Regions from separate parts of the Mus musculus genome. Here region 2 is linked to region 1. Evidence: chromatin contacts called from public Hi-C data. All regions are on one chromosome and are shown on one strand. Each heading gives the region's core, a stretch centred on a gene start, on an enhancer-like site or on the middle of the called end of the contact. The rest is flanking DNA. Distances are from core to core; before and after follow the strand shown.

What was found. A called contact is a pair of places that touch in the nucleus more often than the background predicts.
Region 2: a contact with region 1 is called in a Hi-C map of cortical neurons, with 6 times the contacts expected there. The contact joins two enhancer-like sites. A contact is called at or near these places in 1 of 484 Hi-C or Micro-C datasets (cortical neurons) and 1 of 115 datasets of contacts at active chromatin or transcription factors (pancreatic cancer cells).

The regions. Positions count from the first base shown.
Region 1 is chr2:3,953,771-3,961,419 of GRCm38.p6, forward strand. No RefSeq gene overlaps it. Among named protein-coding and RNA genes, the nearest start is that of Gm52545, 74 kb to the right of the region's middle. Within about 2 kb of position 4,816, at least 29 of the 459 cell types and tissues checked have an H3K27ac peak or open chromatin away from gene starts, as enhancers often do. A contact at or near this core is called in cortical neurons, where this site is marked.
Region 2 is chr2:4,488,997-4,496,645 of GRCm38.p6, forward strand. All of the region lies in intron 4 of Frmd4a (FERM domain containing 4A), which reads left to right. The region is part of intron 3 of Gm39751 (a long non-coding RNA gene); the gene reads right to left. Among named protein-coding and RNA genes, the nearest start is that of Gm39751, 21 kb to the right of the region's middle. Within about 2 kb of position 4,030, at least 75 of the 459 cell types and tissues checked have an H3K27ac peak or open chromatin away from gene starts, as enhancers often do. A contact at or near this core is called in cortical neurons, where this site is marked.

The DNA.
Region 1 (7,649 bases), core at 3,566-6,065:
AGTCCCAGGCCCCAGTGAGAGACCCTGTCTTAGAACATCAAAGTAGATGGTTCCTGAGTAGTGATACCTGAGGGTGACCTCTGACCTTTACAGGCATTTGCAAACCATTACATATGTATACCCTCTAACCAGACCATACACACAAATACATAAATACTAAGAAGAAAAACACTGAGGTGTTGAGCATGCTCCCATGTGACAAGAATCAGGCATCTCTCTCTGGATCTTCTCCTTCAGTTTGTTTGTTTGCTGCTGTGTCTGCGTTGTTCTTACTTGTTAGTCACACTCAGTCCCTGCTACCCTACATCTGTAACAACTCTTGACATTTAGAGATGGAGGTTTTCCAATGTTGTCTATTTCTACAAAACAATGGTCATGGTTAAGTGAAACACCCTTCCCAGGCTAGTTGGGGCACTATTTGGAAAGGTGATAAAATGTTTACCAACTGGGCATCTCTCAAGGAAGCAAGTCATGGGGGTATGTCCTTGAGGTAATGTGTCCAAATGTGCCCCTGTATGCCCTTCTACCATGACGTTTCCTTACCACAGGCTAGAAACTACACAGCTAACAAGCAAGAACGGACTGAGACCTCTGAAACGAGCCAAAGTAAGTCCTTCTTCCTTTAATGCATGTGCATCAGGCATTTTGTCACAGTCATAAAAGTCCAACCTATGCAGTTAGCAGTGTTTTCTTAGGATCTGGACTTCTGTGAGCTTCATATAATTTTCTTATCTATTGCTAAAGTAAAACTATTCTAAATTTACAGTGCAGTTATACATTCATGTTCGAAAAATGGGTTTGTTTATAAGATTTATATCTTGCAGTTGATGAATATGATATTCCTTATCTACCTTGGCTCCTTTAATTTTCCTTTATTTTCATTCAATGCACAGAGCACTATGTGAAGCATGAGGCTACAGGAGTTAGCTATTTCAAAGGCAACAAAATGATCAGCTGAGGGAGAACATATGCCCTTGAGTGACATTGAGCTAATTTTTATTAACTAGAAATGTCCAAGATAGTATATACCAGTAGAAGGACAGAATGACTGAATCAGGGTAGGACTGCAAAAGGCAGCCTGGTTCCTGGTTGAGCAAAGGCTAGAAACCCAGGTGACCCTGAAGGGATGGAAGGTGTTTTGCCTCACTCCTGGGCACCCAGCTCCTATCACATAGCTACAGCCCCCAGCAGCTTTCTATCAGTCACATAAAGGCAATGCCCCAACTCCCTCCATATGTAGAGGGCATGACCATAGATCACCTAGGCTCAATACAGATTTCAATTTTAATGAGGTACCTAAAGGCCTGAAGGGCTTAGCCAATTAAGCTTTCCTTCCCATACACTCCTCCCTGCAAAAGGTATTTAACCTCAGGCCTGCCCTGAGAAGTGGGGTACAGTTTTACTCATCCACTTTACACCATGACAATATATGTCTTAAAACCATAGCCTGCATCTTTTCATTGGGATCTGTCATGGGGATCCATGGAGAAGGCCTTCGCTTAAAGAGCTGCTGTCTAACCTCCCATAGAAAGTCTCTCTATGTTTCCAGCCATGACTGTCAAACCAAGGCCAAGCCCGCAGCCCTCCAACAAGCCAAAGACTTTGGGATCCATCCTGGGCTAGATCCAGCCCATGGGCCCCACTCTAGTCTCAGCTCTTCTATAGCTCCCACTGGAGCCTAGGTGTCCAAGAGCCCAAGAACCAGATGGCGGGCCCCAGCCTCCCCTCAGGCCAGGGACCCCAGAGCCAGATCCAGCTGTCCAGCACCTCAGACTGTGCTCCCCACTCTTGGAGTGGAATCCCAAGGCTTCCCTGTAGCCCGACAGCCTAGAGACTGCATGGGGTAAGTGCAGCCAAAACTTCCTCGTCCTGTCTCCCTGAGCTGCTGAGCCCTGTGGAGTGACCAAGCCCTGAGGTGGAGTGAAAACCAATAACCAAACAACCCTACAGATCAGTGGTTCATAACCCTCCTAATGTGATAGCCCTTTCCTATAGCTCCTCATGCTGTGATGACACCCCAACCATAAAATTATTTTGTTGCTACTTTATAACTATAATTTTGCTAATGTTATGAATGCTAATGTAAATGTCTATTTTCCCATGGTCTTAGGCAGCCCCTGTGAGAGGGTCATTCAACTCTCAAAGGAGTTATGACCCATTGGTTGAGAACCATTGCTTTAGAAGGAAAATTATGCACCCTCCCCAATTAAAGGGAGTCCAAATCTCATTTACCTCTAGATGAAATTAAAATGAGATAGTAAAGGAGAGTGTGTTAGCTTCATTTGTTTTTAAAACTTATTTTTAATAAGGGTTTTTACATGCCTTAACCTCCCTTCTAGCCCAACCATCCACTAGAGGTAGCAGAAAAGAAAAGTTACTAGGATATGGGGGAAGTGGATCTGTTTAGAGCTAGTTCTTTGGAGCAAATCCAATTCACATTGACAGGCTATCAGCAGTTTAGTTCACAGGAATCAGCAAAAGCAGGTCGATCCAGAAGAAGGCCCAAAGCTCTGCTGTATGTTGTTTAGAAGTAGTTCCTTGTGGTGATTTCAATCTCCAATTGTCAGGCTATCAGCAGTCCAGTTCAGTAGTGCCAGGAGAACAAACATGAATCAGCAGCAGTAGCATGATCCAGCAGAAACAGCCAGGCCTCCACCTAATGAGCAAGAGTCAGCAGGAGTTACCAGGGCCAGCAGGGACACCAGAAGTTCTCTGGTGTGCCTCTTTCAGAAGAGATAAAGACATGAGACCAGCAAAGCAAAGCTAACCATGCAAGCCTGCTCTCACTGTCCATTGAGACCTATTTATACTCCCTCCAAACATCATGTGCCCTCCCACAGGTCTTGCCCCTCATAGGTCTTACCTCAGCAAAACACTCTGAGTCTGTCTTAGCAATGCTCCATGGGAGTCTGTATCAGCTGATAGATCCAGAACCTTCCACATCATTCTGCCAGATGGCCCAAGTCTGAGAAAGCAGCAAGAAGCCACCAGAACACCACCAGCATTTTGGTATGCTTCTCTCTATGGAGTCACGACAAATGATGATCAATAAACAATGGTAAGGCATACCAATACCATCCAGCATCATCCATCGTCTGTTGTGTTATATTTATATTACTTCTAAGCATCATGTGTCTTTTCATGATATGTGAAGCATGATATGCTTTAGCAAAGTATCATTTCTTTCACCTTTGTCTGCTTCAGCAAAACATTCTTTCACGTGGCTGCTTTAGCAAAATATCCTTTTACTTGTGTGCCCCAGCAAAACATCACTTGACTTAACTGACTTTCTAAAGAAACCAGAAGTTTCCCCTTTAAGAGTGGTCCCTCCTTCCACAATTCTAATATGAAGAAAAGACACAGACATTCCCATGGAAAGAATGTCAGGTAACAGTGCAACTAGAGATTGGTGTCCCATTGCTATCGGCCAAGGAGCACAAAGGCCTTTTGGACACCATCAGGAATTAGGAGAGATTCATGGAATGGTTTCCATTTCAAAGCCATCAGAGGGTACCATGGGGCCAACTCTTTAGTTTCAGATTTCTGAACTCTAACCTTCAAGTGAATTAGTTTCAACTGTCATAAGGTATATATTCGGTTATATGCTCAAGAGGAAAAAGCACAAGACACAGAGACTAGGACTATCCAAATGCCACTCAGCTCTCAGGCTCTACCCCATCTCTTCTTTTGCTTCTGCTCAGTATTACTTGGGATGACATCCAATCAGAACATGGGGTCTCAGGGCTCAGGCAAAATCCTCAGATAGAAGAAAGTCTTAAGTCTAATTTGCTTGGAGAGAGTTCATCTCCAAGGCTTTTACATTTCCTAATATGTGAATACTTCTTTTATTAAGAAAATGTGATAAGTATAAAAAAATATGCAGAAGTCTTTTTTGGCTCATTTTTCATCTGGCCACTTCTTTACCTTTCACTGCCAACACTGCTGTGATGAGGGAATGTGAGGGCTTCCCTTTCCCTCACACCAGACTCTTCACACATCTTAAAGATTCTCTCTCTCCCTCTCCCTCTCCCTCTCCCTCTCCCTCTCCCTCTCCCTCTCCCTCTCCCTCTCCCTCTCCCTCTCCCTCTCTCTCTCTCTCTCTCTCTCTCTCTCTCTCTCTGTGTGTGTGTGTGTGAGAGAGAGAGACAGACAGAGAGAGACAGAGAGATTGTGTCTTCTCTCTTCTCCTAAAAACTGGGGTGAAATGAGGATGGGTTGAGTAGTGTGTTAATTAGAATTCATATATATCGAACCATCTCACCTAGCTGGAGCAGAAGGATTTGATACAGTATGTAGATGTCTTACAAAGAAACCAGTGGACAGGTGTAACACACACACACACACACACACACACACACACACACACACACACCCTCAGCTCAGGTTTCACTGTGAGCAAGAAGAGAGCATGGGGCGGAGCCTGCCGCCCTTTCGTTCTGCCACTCCCACTGCTGCTGCCTGCCGCCCTGCTGTTCCGGAGCCAAACACGTGGTCACCTGCAACTTTACTCCAGGATGATTTGGCTGGAATGGGTCCCTTCCCCTGCTTCATAACCCAGTGTCGGGAACAGTAAAATTGAACCTTGATCAGAGTGGTTGTCTTGGTTCCATCTCTATCGCACCGCCTAGCCCCCTCTTCTCTTCCAGTATCCAAGATGCCTTTCCAGACTAGAACCCAGACATGTGAGCGGCTGGTGGGCCGCAACAGACAGGAATTGAGCAGCACCAGGGAATCCCTGGGAGTCACACTGCCTCTGCACAGTGTGGGTAGGTGGCTGCTTCTGCTGCAGAGATTTTGGAGGCAGGAAGCCTGGTTGTAGAGTCATCCTGTCTGTCGTGATTTGTGCCAGCAAGATGGAAGATTGCCACCCTCCCATCTCTCTTCATAATCATCCTATATTTATATCTGGCATGAATCGCTTGGACCCAAAATCACACCAAGGTCACAGATGCAGGAAAGCCTCAGAAATAATGTTGCTTTTGACATTTGAGCCTCTGCAACATAAAAAGACACATGAAGGGGCTAGGATGGATACACAGAAGTAGACTGCAGTGTCTGTCAGAGACCAGAAGCTGTTTCTTTGTTGCCATAGTCTTTTTCAGGAGGGTGGGCTCAGAAAGCGATCCCTAATTTGTATAACTTTGCCATGGTTGCTTCTTTAGGCGTACAGTACCAGTCTGCTTGCCTCTCTTCTCCTGATGTCTGGCAGTTCTGTGTTCTGAGATTTAACTCTTTGTGATGCTGTTTCTGCGGTGATTACGCTAACATTAGGGACTGAACACTCCAGAAAAATCAGAGGAGCCATTTCCCAGCCCATGGGTGGAACTACCAGACTACCTGTCTTGTCAATATGTTTGAGGTAGGAGACAATTCTCTAACCCTGCAAGCATCCTTCTGCCATGGCTTTGTTCTTGTAGCCCTGTTCCTGGGATGGGCTACAGTCCTGTCTAACAATAGCACATAGCACTCTGCCTGTACATTACCTCTCCATCCTCTCTATCCCATGATGCTGCTGACATTTGAAATAGGATCAACAACACATGCTGCTAATTGGCACTAGCACAGGATCACACATATGTAATGTGTGGTCTAGCCACCCTCTTCTACTGTGGCTCAAACCTTACAAGACAGCCCGGAAACAGCCAGTCTTTGGCAGCCAATGGGATAAAGATGTACTCTGGCAATGGTCCCACTTACACAGGAAAGAGGGTAAGGATGTGATGGTGCCCAAACCTGGCAGCCATCTTATGTCTTCTACTCAAGTGTGACAATGACAGGGGAGCAAGCTGGCCTGCATTTGTGTGACTCTGATGTTAGGGGAGGGTCTGGGGATTTTACAAATCCCTGTGACATTGGCCCCAGGCTCTGGTCAAGAAGAAACTGCTGCTGGTTAACTCTTCATGTTGCTTAAACTCATTGTAGCAGTGGCTCTGATATGTTGGATCTTAGGAGAAGGAACAATGGCTCAAGCATTATATGATGGCATGTGATGAGTCAAATAATTCTGATTTCCTTTCCTGCGTCCTCAACCTGAGTTTGTTTTTAAGAAGTATATCTATCAACAGTGTGACAGAAAACAGGTGGGATAGTGAAAGAGTTCATTAAAGGAACCTTATTTATTTTTAACATTTTAAGAAAGGTTTTACTCATGTCAAAGTATGTATGCGTGTGTTTGTGTGTTTATATGTGTGTATATGTTTGTGTGAGTATGTGTGTGTGAGAGTATGTTATGTGTGTATATGTTTATGTGAGTATGTGTGTGTGAGAGTATGTTATGTGTGTACATGTTTGTGTGAGTATGTGTGTGTGTGCATGTGTGTGAATATGCTATGTGTATATGCATGTTTGTATATGTGTTCTGTGTGTATGCTTGTGTATGTATTCGTGTTTATGTGTATATGTTTGTATGTGTATATCTGTGTATGTATGTGAGGGTGTTATGTGTGCGTTTGTGTGTATATGTCTGTGAATGTTTGTGTGTGTTTTACAATGGGGTTTTGTAGGACGAAAGAAAGGCCTACCTAATTTTACTCCCAAGCACAAGAACAAATAACATTGGAAGCCAAAAGGCAAGGCGAGGCTGTTGATGAGTCACTATGGAGAAGAAAGAAACAGCAAGCCTAGGGGATGTTATTTTAAGAGACCTACCCTCCTCAGAGAAGCTTCTTTTCGCAGTGTTAACACAGAGACAGCCACAAGCAGACAGAGAATATGCAGAGTGAGAGACTTTGGATCGCTGTCCTAAGCAGGAGAGCTTCATCCAACTCCTTTCCTCTGGGTACAGGGATCTCAGTGTAAGAGAAGGTGCAAAGATTCTGAGAACCAGAGGTGTGAGATGATTCCAGGGAGACAGTGTCTTCCAGACACAACAGGATGGATACACATATGAACTCACGGAGACTGTGGCAGCATACAGGGACCTGCGGAGGTTCAAACCAGACAAAATCCCTGCATTGAGAAGGGGAGGCAGACATAAGGTTCCATCTCTAACCAAGAAGCTATTTACAGTTGATACCATGCAGGGGAGGGGAAATTAGATTCCTCTAATGGAGTGTCAGTAAGTGTATCAACCACGCACCAGGGCAGGCCCCATGCCTGACACAAAATGAACTTTATGTGGGCACGCGTGCGCATGCGCGCGCGTGTATGTGTGTGTGTGTGTGTGTGTGTGTGTGTGTGTGTACTTTTTGTTTTGTTTTGCTATTGTAATGGATAGGGATATGGGAAGGATCTGAGAGGAGTTGTAGGAAGGCAAAGAATATGATCAAAATACTCTATGAAAATTTTTAATAAAAAAGAGAAATGATATTAAAATAGAAAACAACATCACTGGACACACTAAGTCATTACCTGGGATATATAGTCCTTTATAGAATAATTTTTGGTGAGCATAGAAAGTAATAGATTATATGCATTGTATCTAATTGTACTTCATATTTGTTTCTTCACTCCCAGACCTCCTCCTCAGTGATTTCCTTAGTCTCTCTGGTTTACCTTCTGATTTCATGCATGCCCTGACCCCCGCCCCCCCCCCCACACGCAAGCACACACACAGTGTATAACAGTCTAATTCATTTTTTTCCTGAAATGGCATAATTTTGTTCAGCTTTGGAGCTGAATGAAGCTATTGTATATATAGACACATTTCC
Region 2 (7,649 bases), core at 2,780-5,279, 530 kb after region 1:
CCCTTTTGCTGGAAGAAGATGCTGTCCCTTATGATTTGTCCGAGAAAACAAAAGCCAACGTGAATGAATGCACTCCATCAACCTACCTCCTTCCCTACCGACTTGATTATATCAGCTTCATCTTTGTAGACCCCGTGTCCGTCTACTGTACACATATAAACACACATATAAACATGCATATGTACAACACCTACACATACACACAAACATACACACATGCAAAACATACAGATAAATGCACATAAATATGATACAATCACCACATACACATATCATATTCAAAGTCACACAAATACATATTCATGTACACACATCCTTCAGAAGACTTGCTTCATCCTCTTGAAGTCACTCTTCCCTTTTCGTTCAATAATACCAAAGCTGCAGCAAGCACTTAGGTTCCAGCTGTCCCCCTGCCTCAGAGCTCTTCACTGCTCGGCTACTTCATCCTGGCTTCATCCTCATTAGGGGCACATCTTCTCTCACTGCCTGAAGGAAGTCCTCTCCCATGGTGCACCCAGCCATTGCTCTTTCTCTGCTCCCTCCCTCATGACGTGTGTCACTGCTTTCTCAGCTTGTAGCCGTCCGCCCCTCTGACATGGCCCTCTGTGGCCCTGGCTGTGGCTGACCAAGCTTACCTTGCTGGGCTTTCAAGTCTGTGGTGCTGTGAGGTTCTAATCCGAATCTTCTGTCTCCGTGCATGGCTCTGCCACAGGCTCCCCTGCTCGGCTCCATGTTGGTGTTTCCCTCACTTGTCTCTCCCCTTACTCTTCCAGTGTGTGTGTGCATGCTCGTCCCTGGCTCCCAGTACCCTCACTTCACTGAAAGTTCCACCCCCACTCACCATCCCTGACCTCTGTCGATATCCCAGGGTCCCCTCAGCTACTATGGCTATGCATCGGAGTGCAGCCTAAACCCATTGACGTCATTACTTTCCTGCCCCTCACACACATGTTCCACAGCAGTCCATCATCCCTGTAACTGACACGGATGCTCCTACACCAGCGCCTCCCCTCCACAACCCAGGTCCCTGAGAATCAGCCCACGGCCCACCCTTCCACCCGTGCCTTTCTTGTTCTTGCTGCTTTTACTTTTCTGCATCTTAGATTTACCCCCACCCCACTTGCCAAGCATGCGCCATTGGCTGCAATTTCTACCTGCTTCTCTAACCCACTCCCAGAGCTTTGTTCTCTCTGCTCAACTCTGCTTCTGGCCTTGGCCCTCCACCCCTCCTCCTCTGCTGCCATTGGGCACCTTTCTAGAATGCTCGATGCTAATGATCCCCCATTATCATTAGCGTGTACCTCCACCTACCTGTTCAGCTTCACTTCTGCCTGCTCCCCTCTGACCATGCTAATCAAGAGCTTGCCCAGCCATTGTGACTGCTGTAAGACAAGGTCTGGCAATCTAATAAAACGGGTCCAGAAAAAGGAAATGGGAGGAAAACATAGCTACATAGCCAAGGAAGTCTATGCATATTTGTGGGCCCAGATTTGTGCTTGGAAAAATTCCTACATATCAGGAGAGTGCCGTGAAGTGTGTATTCAGTTAAATCCCCAAATTTAGCCGCTGTGTTTGTGGGAGAATAAATATTAGATTTATCTCTTTAGACCTTGAGTTTTATGAACAACAAACTGAAATAAACAATAGGAAATCGACAACAAGGGACTGGCTATTATCTAGAAGAAGATTCTCTGGCCCTGAAGATGTCTCTCTCCGTGATTGAGACTATAGTTGCTACTTCCTGTTCCTTGAAAGGACAATGGTGTCTTATTGGAGGTGCCTAGCTAACCCGACCTTGCCTTAATTCAGCTGGGTCCCTGGTTACAAAGTAAAGCCTCTGAAATCCTAAGCATCAGAGGCACTTGGCTGCAGAAATCCACAGCTTACCATCCACATTATTATCACCCCCTCTTCACCACCGAAAGTCAGCGTTCCAAATGTGACATTTGTGTTCATTACAAAATGAAACCACTGGCCCGTTTAATTAACATTTGCTGTAAATATTCAGTGGTTCCCCAAGTGCCAAGAGGTAGCTAGCTGCAAGAGTGGCAGCAGGGCAGGGGCCTGGCAGAGCTCTCGCTGGCTGACGTCATCTGGATAGAGGTCAGTGTGTTACAGCCTTAGCTCATAGCCTCTGTGAGGTAAAAAAGAGATGCCATTCCCCAAGGCTGCAGGCAGGTCTAGATGTATAATCATTCAAGCAACCAGAATGGAGTACATACCTCAACTTCAGACTAGGATAAAATACTGAGTCCCGAGTCCTCTGAGCTGCTGTGGGTGTGACATGGCTCCTGGAGGTTACCATTCTGGCTGGCTTTGACCTCAGCCTAGACGGTTGCTCCTTTCAGCTCAGAAGAAAGCACTAAGATTATCCCTGGTGTGTGTGGAAAATAACTTATTTTAATATGTACATTTTGTGGGCTGGAGAAATGACTGGCGCGGGGCGGGGGAGGGGGGGAGTAAGACTGAATAAGCTGAGGGCATGGCCAGCTCAAAGGTATGGTTAAGGGGAAGGGTTTATTATAGGTGTGAGGAAGAAAACAGCCAGAGGCATCTGGAAGAGCATAGAGCAGAGAAGGCAATAGAACACGACCAGCAGACTGGCTTTGACCATGGGGTTAGAGGAGAGAGAAAGAGAAGGAGAAGACCAACATGGAGCAAAATGGAGAGGGGGTGCTGAAATAGCAGGGCTATAAAGAGAAGTGAGTATCTGGGGAGGGAAGCCCATGAGCTAAAGGCAGCGCTGAGAAGAGCCAGGATGCTAGCATGGACTCTGAAATGTGTGCTTGTACTTGTGATGCTGGGAGCCTGGAAGCCAGCGTGCACTTTAGTATATGAGTAAGCACCACAGATGTGTGCCTTGTGCCAGTGATAAGGGGATGGCTCTTTGGTAGAGAGGGAAGCAGCTTCATGGGTTCCTGGGGAATGCTGGCTTTTGTCTAGCCACCAGAATTCAGGGAAATGGAGTTTCCTTTGGGCCTGACAGCTGCCAGGCCTGGTGACCTGAGTTCCCTCCCTGGAACCCAGGTGGTGGACAGAGAGAGATGACTCTGCCAAGCACTCCTCTATCCTCCACAGACACAAGTGCATTCACACACAGGGAGGGGTTTGCCTTGCTGTTCAAGTATGATGAAGCCAACAGATCAAGGGTTGAAAGTGTCCTGTGACAGAGCCCAGGAGAAGAGGTGATGTCACATGGTGCCGGGAGAGTTGGGAGGCAAAGGGGGGAAAAGAAGGCAGTATCCTCTACTGGGCTTTCTATGGAAAGCCACTGCCGCGCTGGGAAAACAGGCTTGGGATTGGCTAATTTAAATGACTATGATTTCAATGGGCTTTCCAACCTAGGGCCTTTCCCATGTCATCTGGAACATGTCTCTGGTCAGAAAGGTAGGGGACCATGAGAGAAGAGATGGTGGCAGCATTTGAGAGTCAGTAGAGGTTGTAGAAGTGAGACTTTGGGCCCCTTAGTCATATTTGAGAGTTAGAGCTCTGATGGCCATGGGTAGCTTACTAGCTGTATGAACTGGCTGACTTTGAAGCCAGCAAGGCCCAGACATTCACGCATTGTAAAGATACGGTTAATGCCGAGCAGACTTGGGGTTGCCTGTATAGACCCTTGCAGCGGAAGATACATCTTTTGTTTTCCCTGGACTCACTCAGAAACTCAGAAGGTTCTTTGTAAACTGTTTGAGGAAGCCATCCCTTCCCTACATGGGCAGTTAAGGAGGAGCAACAGTGCCCCCTACTGACACAGAGGACCACAAACCAGATGTTCATAAAAGCACCAGACCTAGTTTTTTGGAGGGGGAGAGAGGAAAGGGCAACCTCAACTTTTCTTGCAAACCATCGAGTCCCCTCATTTCCCCAGAAATCTCTTCAACCTTGTGCCCGGCCAGGGTGGGAATAGAGATGTCTCGGGTCTCTTTTCATCCAGACATTTCACTTCAGAGTTTCCTAGCACAGATCGAAAGTTCAGGATGAATTAAACGCCCAAGGTTATGAACAAACACATGCCAGGCCCCAAGCCTCCAGGATTTTCCAGTCTGTTGTCTTGGTGATAAAGGTTAACAGGAAACTGCTTTCCGATTTCTGTCAAGAGGAGGATTGCTCTCTCTCTCTCTCTCTCTCTCTCTCTCCCTTTCCCCCTCCGCTCCCCCTCCCCTCTCCCTCTCTTGCTCTCCCTCTCTTGCTCTCCCTCCCTTCCACCTCTCTCCTAGCCATGCTTGTCATTTCTGCACCTCCTTGGACTTGACTGCCAGATGGTAGACGTCCATGAAAACGGAAGCGGGCGCCTGAGACAGCAGGGCTGCCGCCTCATTTACTTCTCCATTACCGCAGCGCGGAAGGGAGAAGTGGAGTGTTGGGCTCTTAGGAGATAGTCTTCAGGAGAAACCTGGGGCTGAGGAGGGGGGCTGAGGAGGGGGGTACACAGGACATCTCTGTGCTTTAGTTGAGGACTAAGGCAAACGGGATAAAGACACAGGACTTGGAAAACTGGGCTATTTCAGACCCCGTGGGCTTCCACTCAAACATTACTATGGCGATAAGCCTTCCCTGCCAGGCTTGGGAGGTCACTGGTGGGTTTTTGTCATTAAGAGACAAGCAAATCAGCAGCCATGCTTTATCCACTTTCTGTGTAGACAGGGAAAGACAGGAAGTAGCCTGAAACCTGGCTGTGTTGGGGGGTGAGACCCCACACCTGAAGTTTTATGACATTTTGCTTATCATTTGTTATTTCTTTGTCCTTACTCTTTCTCTGCTGATGTGGCTTAAATCTGAATTATACACACGCACACACAGATAGATACACACAGATGCAGACACATGCACACACACATACACACAGAGAGACACAGACACACATATACACACAGAAAGACACAGACATACAAACACACACACATACACACACAGAAACACACACACAAGCACAGACACACACAAACACACATGTACACACATACACACAGACACAGGCACACACACACATACACACAGAGAGATACACACACACACAGATACAGACACATGCACACACACATATACACAGAGAGACGCAGACACACACGTACACAGACATACACACACACATACACAGAGAGATACACACACAGACACATGTGTAAACACACAGAGAGAGACACAGACACACATATACATACAGAAAGACACAGACATACAAACACACACACATCCACACACACGCACGCACACACTCACGCACATACGTTTGTTGAATGTTCGGACCCAACTGGTGCTGCCATTTGGGGACATTGAGGAACCTTTGTGACATGGGACTTATCTAGCAAAGGCAGGTTGCTGGAGGGAAACCTTGGAGGATATATTTGTCTTGGTTCCAGCCTGAGCTCTGTGCTTCCTAAACCATCCACGAAAACATGAGCAAACCTTTCTGAAAGCCCCCTCAGCTGCCACACTGTCCCTGCCACGCTGGACTGGTGTCTCCAAACATCAACCCCAAATGAGTCCTTCCTCCTTTTCATTGCTTCTGTGAGGTGTTCCTTCACAATGACAAGAAAGTAGCATACTACCCCTTAGGGACTCTGACCAAGGTGGGACAGACTGAAGAAAAGCTGAGCATCAAAGTTAGCAGTTATGTCAGGCTCTGTACTTGATCTAGAGGCACAAAGATAACAGTGGTATGCCCCACCCCTCCTGGAGGCCTGGGTTGTCAGAAATGACAGGGCTGAGGGAAGTGTACTGAGCAGTGCCCCAGGAGCTCAGGGGAGGGGCTGTGCTTGCATATATGGTGGAGCTGGGGGTAGGGGAGCAGGAGCTATAGCAATGTCCTCTGCGGGGTGGCTTGGGCAGAAGCACGGCTGTCAGGTGATCTCTGAGCCAGCATAAACTTCCAGGAGTGCAATCCCATACTCACCCAGTCAGCCATTACCCCACTGTGTCCATGTCTCACTATCAAAACGGAACACAGTACCAGAATAATAGCAGACTCCCCCGAAGGCTAACGGTGACTTTTCCACTATGTGATAATTTGAGTCTACATTTGTGGAGTCTGAAATAGCTCAATTTTCAAAGTACTTCCCTGTCTGTGTTGCTTTTATTCCTCTCGTTTTCTCTCTTCTTTCCAGTTTGTTATTCTGCCTGCCCTTTAACAACGACAGCGCAGCTAGAGAACGACCAGTCCCCTCTGGCAGGCTTTGCACATGAGGACCATTCAGTAACCCTTTGGAATTTTGCTAACTCTGACTTTGCAGTGAGTTGCTGTTGTCTGTTGATGGAGGTGACCGGCCTGTCTCTGAGTGACACCAGGTTCACTGGCACCTGCACACAGTCACCAGAGCAGCTTCTTCACACACATCGCTTGCTCGCTTAGTCTACAGACCAGAGAAAGGGTTCTGAGACTGGCCTGCCTGGCCTGGGTTTTGTGAGGAGAGATTTTTGCTTTGTGTGTGTGTGTGTGTGTGTGTGTCTGTGTGTGTGTGTGTCTGTGTGTGTGTGTGTGTGTGTGTGTGTGTGTGTGTGTGTGTGTGTGTGTGTGTGTGTTGAGATAAGGTTTTGTGTAGCCTAGGCTGCAGATGTAGCTCTTGCTATGTAGCTAAGGGTGACTGTGAACTTCCATTTCTCCAGCTGGGACCTCCCACAGCTGGAATTACAGGTGTGTACCACTAAATTCAGTTTTGGCTTGTTGCTGCTGCTGCTGCTGCTGCTGCTGAGATGATGATGATGATGGTGATGATGGTGATGATGATGAGGGTGTGGATGTTGGGGCTGAGGAAGCTGTTTTGGTTTAAATTCATTCCTAGTATCTAAAAATAAAAAGACTTCTTACAAGGAGATCTATCGAGTCCCACTCTTCTCTACAGTTAGAAAAAGAGAAGCCTGATACAGTGACGTGTCATGCCGTAAGTCACATGGATTAGATAGCCAAGGTTGGACCTCTGGTGCTTGACTTCCAGGATTCTCATCATCAGGGTGCCATGGTGCTGAATGGCCAGGGCATTTGCTTCTTATTTTGCCCACTTTCCCCTCTGCACCCCGCTTGTCTGTCTGTTTCCTAAAATCCAAGGGACCAGTGCCCATCGAGTCTAGTCTGGGTTTCCCTCAAACACCCTGTATGGATCCTTAGACCGAACGGGCGGGCGCATTATCTGATTAAAGGATTTAATAAACTCTGAATTGATGTATATAAAGGCATGTTTAATACAGACTTAAATAATGTCAGCATGTTTCATCTTAAGAGAAATTTACACACTCCATCCGATAAGAATTCAGTTCTCATTTGGCTTAGCATGCACGCCTGTCACAGCCTTGAGAGCACTTCTCCCAGCCTCGCCATGTGCCTTGGGATTCAGTCATGCTTCACCACCCTCAGGGAGGCACATCAGAAGCCACTGAGGGCCGGGTGACCACTGCCTGCTGCTCCATTGAACAGAACAAGATCTCCTTTAAAAGCATAGCTCTACAATGATTACAATTTTTAAAAAGTAACATGAGAGAAATAGCAGAACAAGACATTGGACATCAGGTAAGGAAAGAGAAGTAGAAGGCAGCTCAGAGTCTGACATCGTCATAGTTAACGCAGCGCTGTGAGAGCCACGTTCAACCTGTCTGTGGAGACTTGGCTTGAAAGAGCTTTGGAGAGGAGTGTGGGACAGACAGATGGACCTGAGATG